Linked DNA regions of Mus musculus: region 2 is linked to region 1. The links are chromatin contacts, called in public Hi-C maps. All regions are on one chromosome and are shown on one strand. The core of a region is the stretch at or near the end of the contact, and the rest is flanking DNA. Distances in the headings are between cores, read along the strand shown.

Region 1 (6,252 bases), core at 2,190-4,689:
TGGGGTGTGTACGAGTGAGCTGTAAAACAGATTAATAACCCCTTGTCAGACCTTTCCCCGTTAACTGTGTTTTTCAGTAATTTTAGTTTGAATGAGAGAGAGCTCTCTAGCCAATTAGTGTTTATTTGTTTCTTTTGGCAAGGCATGTTGGGTGGTGGGGAGAGGAATGAGATTGGTGAGTTTCAAATTTGTGTTTTGTTTTTGCATTTTGGAGGAAGTGAGTAGCATGAGTTTGGGTTTTCAATGCTGCCCCCCCTCCCTCCCCGCTTTTAAGAGGCAGGAGGCAAGACGTGGCCAGCTGGTGCCTTGAACTGACACAGGTGCAGAGGCTGTGGGGGGTGGGGAGCCAAGAATAATTACAGGTTTCTGAAGCATCAGGCCCTGCCTGACACAAGCGCTCGTCAAGAAAACTGCTCTTTATGGAAAATTAATGGTGAAGCTTAAAACCCGTCGGGCTCATTGTTGTTCTTGGGACACCATCTTGCAGAAAAGAGGTCTTTCCCCAGGTCCGTGGGCTCTGTGAGACGCCTGCCTTCCCAAACAGGAACTGCTTAGCGTTGTTACTGACTGTAATGGATTTTTTCCTTTAGGATTGTGAACTTGAGACCCCTGTGGGGTTGCATATCAGATATCTTGCAGATCAGATATTTACATTACAATCCCTAACAGTAGCAAAATTACAGTTACGAAGAAGCAACAAAATAATCCTATAGTTAGGGCCACCACAACTGGAGGAACTGTATTAAAGGGTTACAGAATTAGAAACATTGAGAACTACTGCCTTAGGGAGTCATCTTGTTTAATTTTTAGATCTATCTCTTGACAGCAGTATATAGAGAGTAATTTTCTTTGATTCTTAAGGCATGGATTTTATTATGTTCATGAGAATGAAATAATGACTAAAATTGGGACATCTATTGAGACTTGGTTTTAGGGTACTTAAGTAGCAAATAGTAATAGTATTTCCACCTGTTTGATCCTAAATGGTGGCTTGGCTGGAAGAGATGGATAGAGGAGACAAAGGATCATCTGTATGTCTAGCTGTTCGTGTGCACTAGTATCTTAATTACTCCAGAGTTGGAATTTAATTAGCTTAGTAGCTGAGGAACAGTGAGGAGCCTCCTTGAGGGCCAACTGAAGACCGGTGGACTTCAAACTGATATGTTTGGGGAGGTAGCACCCAAAAAAAACAATGAAAAACTGAGTTTTGTCTGTCCGTCTGTCTGTGCTTGGTCCATGTGGCATCCAGTTGACACTGTTACCTTGAAAATTGATGGTAAGAGCCAGGATAAGGCATTCCTATTTGGAGAAGGAGGGAAGCCTAGAACCCAGGGCCCAGCTTTGCCCAGCTTTGCCCAGCTTTGCCCTGATTGTGTGACTTCAGTGTCAAATTTGGAACAGAGTGGTTTGTAGGATTCACGTTATGTATGCATTGAAACTAAAAATCCCTCAGGAGATCAAAGGGGAATTTGAGGATGCTGTACATCGTGTATCCCAGGGGAAGTAATTTCAAAGACACTGTCCTCTTCCCGGGCCTTTAATCCCATCTCCTTCCTTCCTGGCTTCCTCAAGAAAAAATATCCAAACTAATGTTGTCTTTGTATGTTGGAAATGATTTGGGGAGGAGAAGCACTAAAGAGGTTTTGCTATAAATTTCCTAACTTTTGTTTGTTTAGAATTAATTTTCACAGCATTGTCTCTCAGAATTTACAAATTGCTAGAGGGAAATGTTTAATTTGGTTTCAGCTCTGGCAACCAGTGGATCTGAGAAAGAGTCAGGAGGAATTTCATTGGCTCTAGAACCCTGGTTGTTTTGTGGAGTTCAGCAGCTCTGACAGCAGTGTGTAATACTATTGTACCTATGGGGTATGCTACTGATGTGGGGTTTTCTTTTTTAAACCTAGTAGTTAAAACACGAAGTAAGAGATTTTTACTTGTGCTGTATTCTTGCTCACTCGAGTCTTCTAGATAGAATCCACTTCTTTCCAGCTTTCTAATGCTAATGTGCTAGTGATAAAAATCAAGAAATGGTAAAAATTGTCTTGGGACTGACTTCCTAAGATGTAGGAGGTGGATTGTACACTGGTTCATTTGCTCATTCTGCCCTGAAGGATGTTCAGTGTGACTGTGTTCTCCCTCAACCCATTTTAAAATGTTGAGGCCACAGAGTCCTGGTGCTCGGAAATCGAGGGTCTCCACAGGCGTACTGGGTTTGTCAGTGCTGGCTCTTCTCAGCCAGCCACAGAGATAAAAAGGTAGCAAATCTCACTGGTTCTTTCCCATCTTTCAACTCTGACCTAATTTCAAAAGAGTGGAACTACGTCAGCATCTTTGATCCTATCTTTTGAAGAGAGAAAACCCATCAAGTTCACACCCATATCAACCTTGATGAATCTTTTTGTTGATTTTTAGGAGTTAGATGAATTCTTTTTTGATTAAAAGTCTAAGTATATGCACAGCCACAAAGTCTCTGGAAAGAATAATTTAGAAGATGTCTACAGCAAAGGAACCTGACTTCCCTATCAGTACAGTAGCTTGTCTGGTATCATGCAGAATTTCCATTCTGGGATGTGTCTGAAGATTTCAAAGCACACATGCAAAATGTGAGTTTTAGGGTCCTCCCAAAAGAAAGAAAAGGTTGCTCCCCTCTTTTTCTTTATGAGACTCTTCAGGGACCTTGGCGCTGTGGTTAATAGCACGTGGCAAAACCGCATATAATAATTGGCAGGAAGAGGTTCCCCTGGGCAGCCAAGTGCAGTTCACCTGTGTGTAATTACCTGGGTGAACATTCTTGCTTGGAACAAAAGTTCACCCCTTCCTTGCCAGGAGCATTGTCATCACTCATTACCATCATTAAGAGCAACACCAGGTCAAGGTCTGATCGAAGAGGAAGCACCACTTTGCATGTTTCAAAAAGTGGGAGGCTGGCTTTCTCCATGTTTCTGCAGCTATATGTCTTTCTTAAAATTGTCTTATCTCCATATAGGCTTAACTCTTGACCCTTTTAGGTGAGGGAAGTGGCATTATTGTGAGGAAGGAAAACTGGCAAAAGGACCACAAATGACTATGGATTGATTAGCAAATTGCGTATTGACTGCTGGCCTTTTATTTCTTTGACTTTGCATTATTCCAGAAAAATAACCATTAGCAAAGTGCAATTTCTTTTCCTTTTCTTTTTTTCTTTCTTTTTTTTTTTTAAATTGCCATCTTGAATACATAGATCCAAAGACTTTAGTGTACTTACTTGTCATGCCACAGTTATTAAGTTGTAGCAAAAATATTTCACCTATGTCTTCATCTCATTTTCAAATTGAGACCCAGAATAAAAATTAAAACTTTTTATGCCCTAGTAGGTTTTGGGGGTGGGGACACTAGGAGCCTAGGCTAGAGTCTGCACTTTGTGCTTTTAAGATCATAATCTTAAGCATCCAGACATCCTGCAGTGTATGTGCACTCAGATGCATTTAGCAGATATGTTTCATTGCCCAGGCTTGGGGAAGAGTGTCTTTCAACATTTGGCAATCAGGCCATTTTCTCAGTACCGTGTTTTGTAGACCAGCCTTCCTGTGAGAGATCGACTCCGTACTGAAATGTGAGTGAAGACTGATCTGTACAGGGTTAGGTTAGGTGAAAGACTGCTTCAAGTCTATGGACCTGGGGAAAGTCAAGACGAAATATGAGTGAGAGAAACCCTTTAGGGAGGTCTTGAGAGGAAATGGTAACAGTTTGCCCTCTGCATTAGTAGGTCTGGGATAGTTTATGATACACTAGGCATGGGTCGAACAAAAGCCATTTGGTGATTTTGGCATCATATAGCCAAGTATTTTACATTTCTCTTGAACCCAGGACAGTAACTGCTTACTGCCAGTGGGAGGGGAATTTTGATGGGCTTATCTGCTACAAGACTGGAATTTTGCTGTTCTCCTTCAACTCTGGTTTCTGGAATTTGTCATAAAAGTAGAGGGTATGGCAGTAACAGGTTTGAAGTCTTTTTAAAATACTGTTTTATCATTTTGTGTGTGTGTGTGTGTGTGTGTGTGTGTGTGTGTGTGTGTGTGTGTGTGTTAGGAATCACACTCTAAACTCAGGTCATCAGGAATGGCCGCCAGCACCTTCACCCATGGAGCCTGTTCACCAGCACATTTTCTTTCTTTTGCTAAAGCCAGGTCTTGGATTATTACCTTTAACAAGCTTGTTTCAACAAGCAAAGGGGCTGTGAAAGCATGAAGCAAGTTATTAGAGGAGCTTTTAGGGTGATAGCTTTGCAGGCAGCTTCAGATGGTATTTACTAAGAGACTAGGCAGGGAAGCCATGCGTTTCAGAGTTGGGATATCACAGTCTTCACGGAGCTCATCTGTGACTCATAAATATCCGAGAGTCATTTAGCACTTGGGAAGATTCTCAGGTTGAGACAATGGATCAAGCCTTAAGTTGTGTTGCTAGGTCAGCCAGGAGAAGCCTCACTCAGCAAAGTGAGTTAGCAGATCGGCATAATTTGTGTCATTAAACTGACACCTGCTGACCCAGACTTGGAGTTTGGTGGCTGGAGTGTCACTGGAATGGAGAGAAACATGTGAACTCTATTCATATTTATAGCCTGGAGACATTACTAGCTTGCTGATGCTTGCTCTATTTCATTTTTCCTTTCCCTGTAACTGACTATAGTATTACTATTATCACCAGGAAATTATCATTGAGAAAAATACCACTAGCTTGTTTACATACTTCATTTGAATTGCATTATTTTTACCAATATTTTATTGGTCTGAGAGCCATTGTATTTAAATGTCACATCATCTCTTTTAGTCTGTGACAGCTTTTTAGCCCCTCTTTATGGTGTATGACCTTGACATTTGTAAACGGCCAGTTGTTTTGGGTAATGGATTCTATTTGGGCTTGTCTGATGTTTTCTCATGATTAGATTGCGTTGGTGCATCTTGGGCAGGAATGCCACTTATAATGCAGTACCTCTTCGAACTTGAACCTATCACACAGAGGGTGCATGTTGTCACTGGTATATTAAGTATGATCACGTGGGTCAGGTGCTATCCACTATCTTTCCCCACTGTGACGTTGCCATTTTTGTCTTTGGATTTAACGTCTGGTTGGGTGTTTGTCTTGTTCTTACATGTCTGTCTCTTGACTTGAGCTTCCATTGATGAGTCTTAATTGTATCATTATTGCATTGCTGTTTGTCTCATGATTATTTTTTAGGTTATTATCAACCTTTTTCCACATAAATTATAATTTTATACAAGGAAAAACTGTTCTTTTCCCTGTATTTAAACATTCATTTATGGTAGCACGGGGTTTTGTTTTATTTGATGGGTTATAATTCATTATCATTAACAACATTTTCCCTCATTGTCCAGATGTGTCCACTAAGACCTCTTTAACAGCACAGAGTCTTTGCTGCACCCTCTTCCTTTCTGAGCCACCCCTTACGTTTCCTTATTTTCCGAGTCCATAGGATCTTCTAGGCTTAGCTACAGTGTTACCCCAGTCCATGGAACAAGTAGTTTTCCAGTGAATTCTGCTGCTCTTTGGTGGATAATCATATTTAGGAACCAAGGCTCCTGTGCCATTGCTAGTAGGGTATCTTTACCTTTAATTTTTTTATTAAGACAGTGAGGTGATACCTGTATGTATACCTGGACAAATTATAAACATACTTCTTTCTGTATGCACCTGTATGGGTGTGTAGAATTAATAATATTAAAACCCATGAACACTTAGTAGCACCAGTTTCAAATTAAACATTGAAGGCATTGGTTAAAGCAGTCTTACAGATACTTACAAATGATATTGCAAGTGAACTCTTGGTCTTGGATATAATTTCATCCTAACATTCTCTTTACCTGTACCATTTTAGTTTCTATATTCTTGACAGGAAATTCTTTAAACTCTTCATCCTAGTTCCTGCTGAAAGTATGCCATTTATCTAAGCTACTTATTATTTATTTTTAATGGAGATTACAGGGACTAGTTTTCTTAAGACAAAAAAAAAAAGTCCCTCATAGTAACTGTATGGGGTTTTCTGCACCTCCTGACTGACAGTCATGGAAGATACCCTACAAATTATAGCCTTTCTGAGGCAGCCCAGATTTTAGAAGCTTCGTTGTTTCCTTGTTCCTAGCGCAGAGACTCCTTGGAGGCAAAACCTGGTGTACTGAGAAAGCTATTTTTTAAATCCTTCTATAATAGTGTCTGAATGTATTTAAAATATTCCAGCTTCTCAGAATGTACAATATG
Region 2 (6,252 bases), core at 1,357-3,856, 300 kb before region 1:
CTGGTAATGGGCTGCTTCTTCCTCCCAGTCTGTTTCCTCAGAGGAGGATTCTTCACTTGCTTCAGAGCTACTAAGAGCTGGCTTCCTGAGCTCATCTAGTGACGAGTATCTCCTAGAGACCTCCGCTAATCGATCTTTTTTCTTCTCCCTTTTTCCTCTTTTTCTTCTAATCTCTCTCCAGGTATTCCTACCTAACCTTAACTTTTCCTCGGGTTCAAGACCCTTGGAAAGGCCTGTATACTTATTTTGTGTACCATACTTCCTCTTTGTTCCTACTCTCTCTCCCCGCTTTACTTCTGATAGATTGTCCTGAATTTCCTCTAGAATTTTCAGCCCTATCTTAATCACTTGATAGCATGTGAAAAAGAACAAAAGGGCTCCTAACACCAGAAAAAATTCAAGGCCAAACATACTCACTGGTACTCTCGTTCCCCAGCTGAAAAGTTCTGAATTCATACAGTTGAATCCTTCTTAACAGTCTGCTTTACGGGAACCTTTATCACCGTCGTTCCCCAGCTGATGAGTTCTGAATTCGGCAGTTGAATCCTTCTCAACAGTCTGTGTTACGGGAACCTTTATAAACGTGATCCGCAGTTCTGGTTCTGAAATGAAGTATCCCTCCTGCGCCAGTCCGGAGTTTTTTCTCATCCCGGGTTTCGGCACCAATTGTTATTCGTCGCGTTCTCACGACCGGCCAGGAAGAACACAACAACCAGAATCTTCTACGGCAAAGCTTTATTGCTTACATCTTTTTGGGGCCAGAGTGTAAGAAGCAAGAGAGAGAGAAAAACGAAACCCCTTCTATTTAAAAGAGAACAACAATTGCCTAGGACGCATCACTCCCTGATTGGCTGCAGCCCATGGCCGAGCTGACGTTCACGGGAAAAACAGAGTACAAGTAGTCGTAAATACCCTTGGCTCATGCGCAAATTATTTGTTTACCAACTTAGAACACAGGATGTCAGCGCCATCTTGTGACGGCGAATGTGGGGGCGGCTTCCCACATAATCCCTGACAGCTTTCTGTTTTACTCTTCTGAGCTCTGTTGGCTAGGAAGTAAACAGTCAGCTCCACTCAGTAGCATGTTTCTTTTGCCAAGATTTTGCCTAGGTGAACAAGTAACCAGAGCCTGAATTCTCAGAAACCACACCTGCCTCCCCAAATGCTTTCTTTCATTGAGTTATTGGTGTCAGGCATTTTGGTTCTAACCACAGGAAAAGCTAACTAACAGAGCAAGGAATGTCTCTAGGTCCCTGTTTAGGCCATTGGTACCTTGCCTCTTAATTTGAACGTGGTAGGAGTCCCTTAGATGTTTATATGGGTTATACATGAAGCAAAGACCCATTTGTAGACAACATTGTTCAAAAGAGATGGGAACAAGAAAAGTGTTGAATGGTAGCAGCTATGTGAAAATGATGATTTAAAAAGGATCTAAATAGGTATAACTTTTAAACCAATGACTTGGGATTGGTGCAGTGATGTGAGAGGCTCAGCAAAATCAACAAAGACAAAGGGGACAGAAGTGAATTAGATCTGAACGTGGCAGCCAGTGTTTGCCTTAACCCCCTGGATGACCTGCGGACCTTGAACTGGCAGCATAAAGAGAAACTCCCATACATAGTACAAGTTTGACCCAAACCACGGGTCAAAGGAATAGGAAGAACGTCAATCTTTGGAAAATCTTGTGAGCACTATCATTGAGTTATGACTGTTTCCTCAGCAGAGTCTTCAGTGGAATAGGATATAAATTTCCCCAAGGCAAGAGGGAGTGCTTGGAAGCCAACAAAGTTTAGTGATCATCCTTACATTTTTCTCTTCTCAAGTCCTTTGTCAGCTTCAGAACTGGGAAGACGGCTATTAAATTAGAGATGAAATAGCACCAGGCTCCAGATGTGGCTGCCTCAGACTTCTGACTTTAGGCAGATGTACCCAAACCATCACATTCATCATCATTAGAGCTGAGGTGGTGGCAAAGTGTCCCATGTCACATCCCCAGCAATCCTGCTTCTTGGCTCTTGCATTTAAGGAAATTTCCCTCCTAAGTAAAGTGTCTGCTTATAGGGAAGAGAGTAATGGTGAAGGCTTTTACAAAGTCCTGTACAAGGAAGCATGATTTTCATTTTTAAATGGAGAATTGACCCAAACACTAGCTTCCTGTCACCTCTAGGAAGTCCTTTAAAAAGGGCTTGGCCTTGCCACATTTAGACATCCACCCCTAGTCTTGTAGCTACCCTGCTCTTGGGGGCCAAAATTTTGCTTGCTCAAAGACTTTCTCTTTGAAAGTAAGGTTACTTTTCTCCTATCTCACTTCATCTCCATTTGGGCCAGGCATCAGCCATCGTTGAGAACTATGCAGAGGCAGGGGGGTGGGGCTTTTTTTCTCTGTGAGGTTTTAGAGGACATTGAGGGGTTAATAACTGGAAACTCCTGATGAAGAGCTGCGTGCAGGGCAGCTGGACTAAAGTCCTGTGACCATGCAAGGGCTCCTAGGCTCAGCTACCCCAGTCCAGGCACCAGCTGGTCTCCAGGGTAACACTAAGGTCACAGATGATCACTGTCCCACCAATTTAAATCTTTAAATCATCTGTCTTCCTCAGTGCAGATTAGGCTGCAGATAACTGACGGCGTGAGAGCCCGGCAGCTGGTATGTGGAGCTGTGTAAATGAGGGTGTGCACGCACTCCCCTCCCCCTCCTGCAGCCCTTCAGCCCCCATCACTGTAACTGGTTCTGTCAGGTGTGAGTTGAGCCATTGTTAGAACTTGATTGGGAAGGAGTGAGCCGTGTCCTGTGGGTAGTTTAAGAGCCATATTTATCAGGAATGACTTTACTTAAGACCATAAACCATCCTCTGAGGCTCTTTGGCTCAAAGAGCAAATTCTTTGCTGAAGTAAATGATTGTAACTCCTTGGATTGAATGGTCCCTCTTTACGTTAGCTAAAACAAAGTGACAAGGACAACATGGAAGGTCACATGCAGGTCCCAGATGTTTTATACAAACCAAAGATGGCAGGTTACCCAGATAACATGCCTTTCCATCAGCCTGAGGACACTGGCTTATTTGTGAGGGATTTTTGGACTATCCTAGCATTTCAATAGATATTGTGCTGTCGACACAGGGGACCCATGGTTCCCTGAAGTGTTTTCTGCTCATCTTCCCCTTGCAGGTGTAGAAGAACTTCATTTTCTTCTCAGTCCTTGTACGAGGCAGGAGGAAGGGAGAGAGGATCTCAGGGAGAATCACAAACAATTTCAGTTCATTCGGAAGTTGAGACTTATTTGTCAAATGTCGTGTCTTGAATCCAGATTCTTCTAACAGATGCTTTCTATTCCCCGGCTCCTTCCATCTGTAATTCAATTTTCCTCTAAACGTGAGGCTGACATCTGTTGCAATGCAGATACATAGTCAAGGACCTGCAATTTCTCTGTCAAGTTCAGTGTCATGTTAAAGACCATGAACTTAGCAGGGAGGAGGAGCAGACGCAGCTTCCATAGGGCTGCAGGCAGGAGAAATTTAATGTCTCTCTCACCATTCTGATGTCTCAGCATCTTTTCTTGTGACACAGAGGCCCTCTTTAAAGGTTTTCAAGGGAACATAAAGTGTTTATTTAATAGTGCAATTAATTGTTTAGCTTCACTTCTGGAGTCGCCTCAAATCAGCACATGCTAAGACTTAGCGGGGAAGAAGAGATTCTGTCTTCAGATTCTCTCTGCCAGGGTGGATTAGATAAATTACCATGCGATTCTCTGAAGTATCTTTTAAAACACCAACACTGTGTGTTGCATTTAAAGATGCTGATCGACTTCACCCCTGCATTAGCATAAAAGCAAGAGCATTTGAAGCACAGATTGACTTTAATCATTTGATCACTAATTAATCCAATAAAATATTTGTTGGGTCTTCATTAACAGTATTATGTTAGGTTTTGGGATAGAAAAGGTAATATGATACAGGCAGGATTCATCTTCAGGAAATTCTTGTAATATTCTGTTTTAGGAGGGGAAAACCATGGGGCCTTATACAGGCTCCAAAAATGAAGAAAAAGTTTTATAACAAGGAAGAATGTACAAATTCTGACAGGAATGGAGACCCACTGCTGAATTTGATAGTCTCTGCTGTTTCAGGGCAAAGTGAGCACTGTTTAACGTGTGGCTGGTAGGGGGTGGGGGAGGAACACTGAAGATTCCTTCTGCCCCTTTCTGTGCTTATGGCTGTAGGTAATCAGCTGACATCTGACGAGCATGCCTGATTATCCACTTTTGTTTTCATTTGTTTCTGGTGTCAGGGGTTGAAGGAGGCATATGCAAGCTAGGTAAGTACTCTGTTACCCAGCCCTATTCCCAGCCTACCACACTGTGTCCTCAAATAGCTTTGTCCCTGGCTCTGATAGAATCATGAAATCTTTCAGACCTTAAAAAAAAGGTTTGTAAATTGGATATATTTCTAGATGATCACTTTAGTTTTACACAGTATTATCAATTATGTTATTAATGGGCTTAGACACAAATCTGGTTATGAATGCTACTCTAGCTGTGACAAGAAGCAGAGACCCGGATTGTGGACTTTGGTCACCAGGCTGTTAGAAGGTGGGTTACATGATTTGAATGTATGTCTCCTCCAAGTCTCACATTGGAAAATTAATTGCTATTTTGGCAGTATTGATAGGTGAGAGTTTTAAGAGATGCTCAGGCCATGGAGGCTGCACCCTTCTTGTGCTTTCTCTTCTCTTGCCCTTTGGCCTTGTGGTTCCTCCTGCCCCATTTTAATAGAGCAAGAAGGCTGTCACTAGATAACACTGCTTTGATGTCAAACTTCTGCTTCCAGGTGAACCAACAGATGTCTCTTTGGTCCAAATTACGCTGGTATCACATCCTCTGCCACAGTAGAACACAACAGATCAGCATGGTGGGACTAGTGCAAAGGATGGATAAAAGAGATGTTGGATTACTCACTATGATGTTTTAGGAAGAGGCTGAGCACGGTCGGTCCCTGGCTGACCTGCTCGAACTATATACCACACTGGGTCTGTATTAATTAAAAATTTTATTTTGTCTTAAAATTTTATTCTTTGATAATTTGCCAGCATATGAAAGGTGAGGAATTCATATTTTAAAAGTCCATAGTATGTTTAAAACTTGGAATGGCTAACCACGTGCCAGTGCTCTACGGAGACAGTGAGTAGGAGCTGAGTTTCTGTTATGTTCTACAATGGGACACACATTTTTCATATAACAGCAGTCTATAAGATTCCATAATGTCTCACAACCAGCATGCATCATCATTTGGTCACCTGCTCAGCTCTCCAGTCTACACAACTCAGTTAAGCAGAAATATTTTTTAAGTACATCAGTTAATGAAAAAAAAATCAGGTCACTGCCCCATCTCTGTGGACTTGTTAGGTACACAGAAAGAAGCAAAAAATATTCTTACCCACAAAGGGGTAGGAGAGGAAGAGAGGATGGGGAGGAGGAGGGAGGATAAGAGAGAGACATTCAATAATCAGAGTGCTTTTCTGGAAAGAAAACAGAAACCAACCCAAGAATTCAGAAACAAGAATGCCGCTAGCATTTTCAGTCATAGATTTCTGAATTTTATTAGTTCTATTCTTTTTTTTTTCAGGAAAAAATAAAAGAAATAGTTTAAGGAAGGAGCCTTCTTAGGAGGTTGAGAAGATAGCAACTTAACACATCTAAGTGTATAAGACATCTGTATTCTGCTCATATTTCCAAGACAATCTTTTTGTTATGCAGACTAAAGAGCCAATCCCAGGCGACAGACATTAGTCACCCTTGGGAGAATATAAAGAGAAATGATGCTGAGGAGCCTGGAGATGTGGAGGGAGGACTGCAGGATCAGGGTGTAGTCTGCAGCTCTTCAGGGGCCTATGCAGGAAATCTCATGCGTGAAGATGATTGTGATGTTTGAAAAAGACATGGGCAGTGTCTTAAAATCCAAAGTTTAATTTAATATCGACTCTCTGGCTAGACTTGTGGTCTGGGTTTACTTTATGAGCGAAAGGCTGACATGGGAAGCGGGAAAGGTCAGGTTCTTGTTGGCATTAAATAAGGAAGAGTTGGCTACTCTAGCCAGGAGCAAACTCAGAGTTCATTACTGCAGCACTTGGCTTGTTTCTGGAAACAGGAACCAGTCACTATTTCTACAGCTGGGCAGTCGAGAGCCACCACCAATGGCTGGGAGACTGTAGTTGCTCCTGGGAATCAGCCACATGAGTAGGTATGTGCTGGGGGCCATG

What was found. Hi-C and Micro-C count contacts between places; a contact is called where the count stands out from the background.
Region 2: a Hi-C map of the N1E-115 cell line shows a contact between it and region 1, with 2.5 times the contacts expected there. The contact joins two enhancer-like sites. A contact is called at or near these places in 1 of 39 promoter capture datasets (liver) and 2 of 484 Hi-C or Micro-C datasets (the N1E-115 cell line and peritoneal macrophages).

What each region holds. Positions count from the first base shown.
Region 1 is chr1:64,082,113-64,088,364 of GRCm38.p6, reverse strand. All of the region lies in intron 1 of Klf7 (Kruppel-like factor 7 (ubiquitous)), which reads left to right. The region is part of intron 2 of Gm13748 (a long non-coding RNA gene); the gene reads right to left. Among named protein-coding and RNA genes, the nearest start is that of Gm13748, 5.9 kb to the right of the region's middle. Within about 2 kb of position 3,439, at least 13 of the 459 cell types and tissues checked have an H3K27ac peak or open chromatin away from gene starts, as enhancers often do. A contact at or near this core is called in the N1E-115 cell line, where this site is marked.
Region 2 is chr1:64,377,840-64,384,091 of GRCm38.p6, reverse strand. No RefSeq gene overlaps it. Among named protein-coding and RNA genes, the nearest start is that of Gm35803, 100 kb to the right of the region's middle. Within about 2 kb of position 2,606, at least 14 of the 459 cell types and tissues checked have an H3K27ac peak or open chromatin away from gene starts, as enhancers often do. A contact at or near this core is called in the N1E-115 cell line, where this site is marked.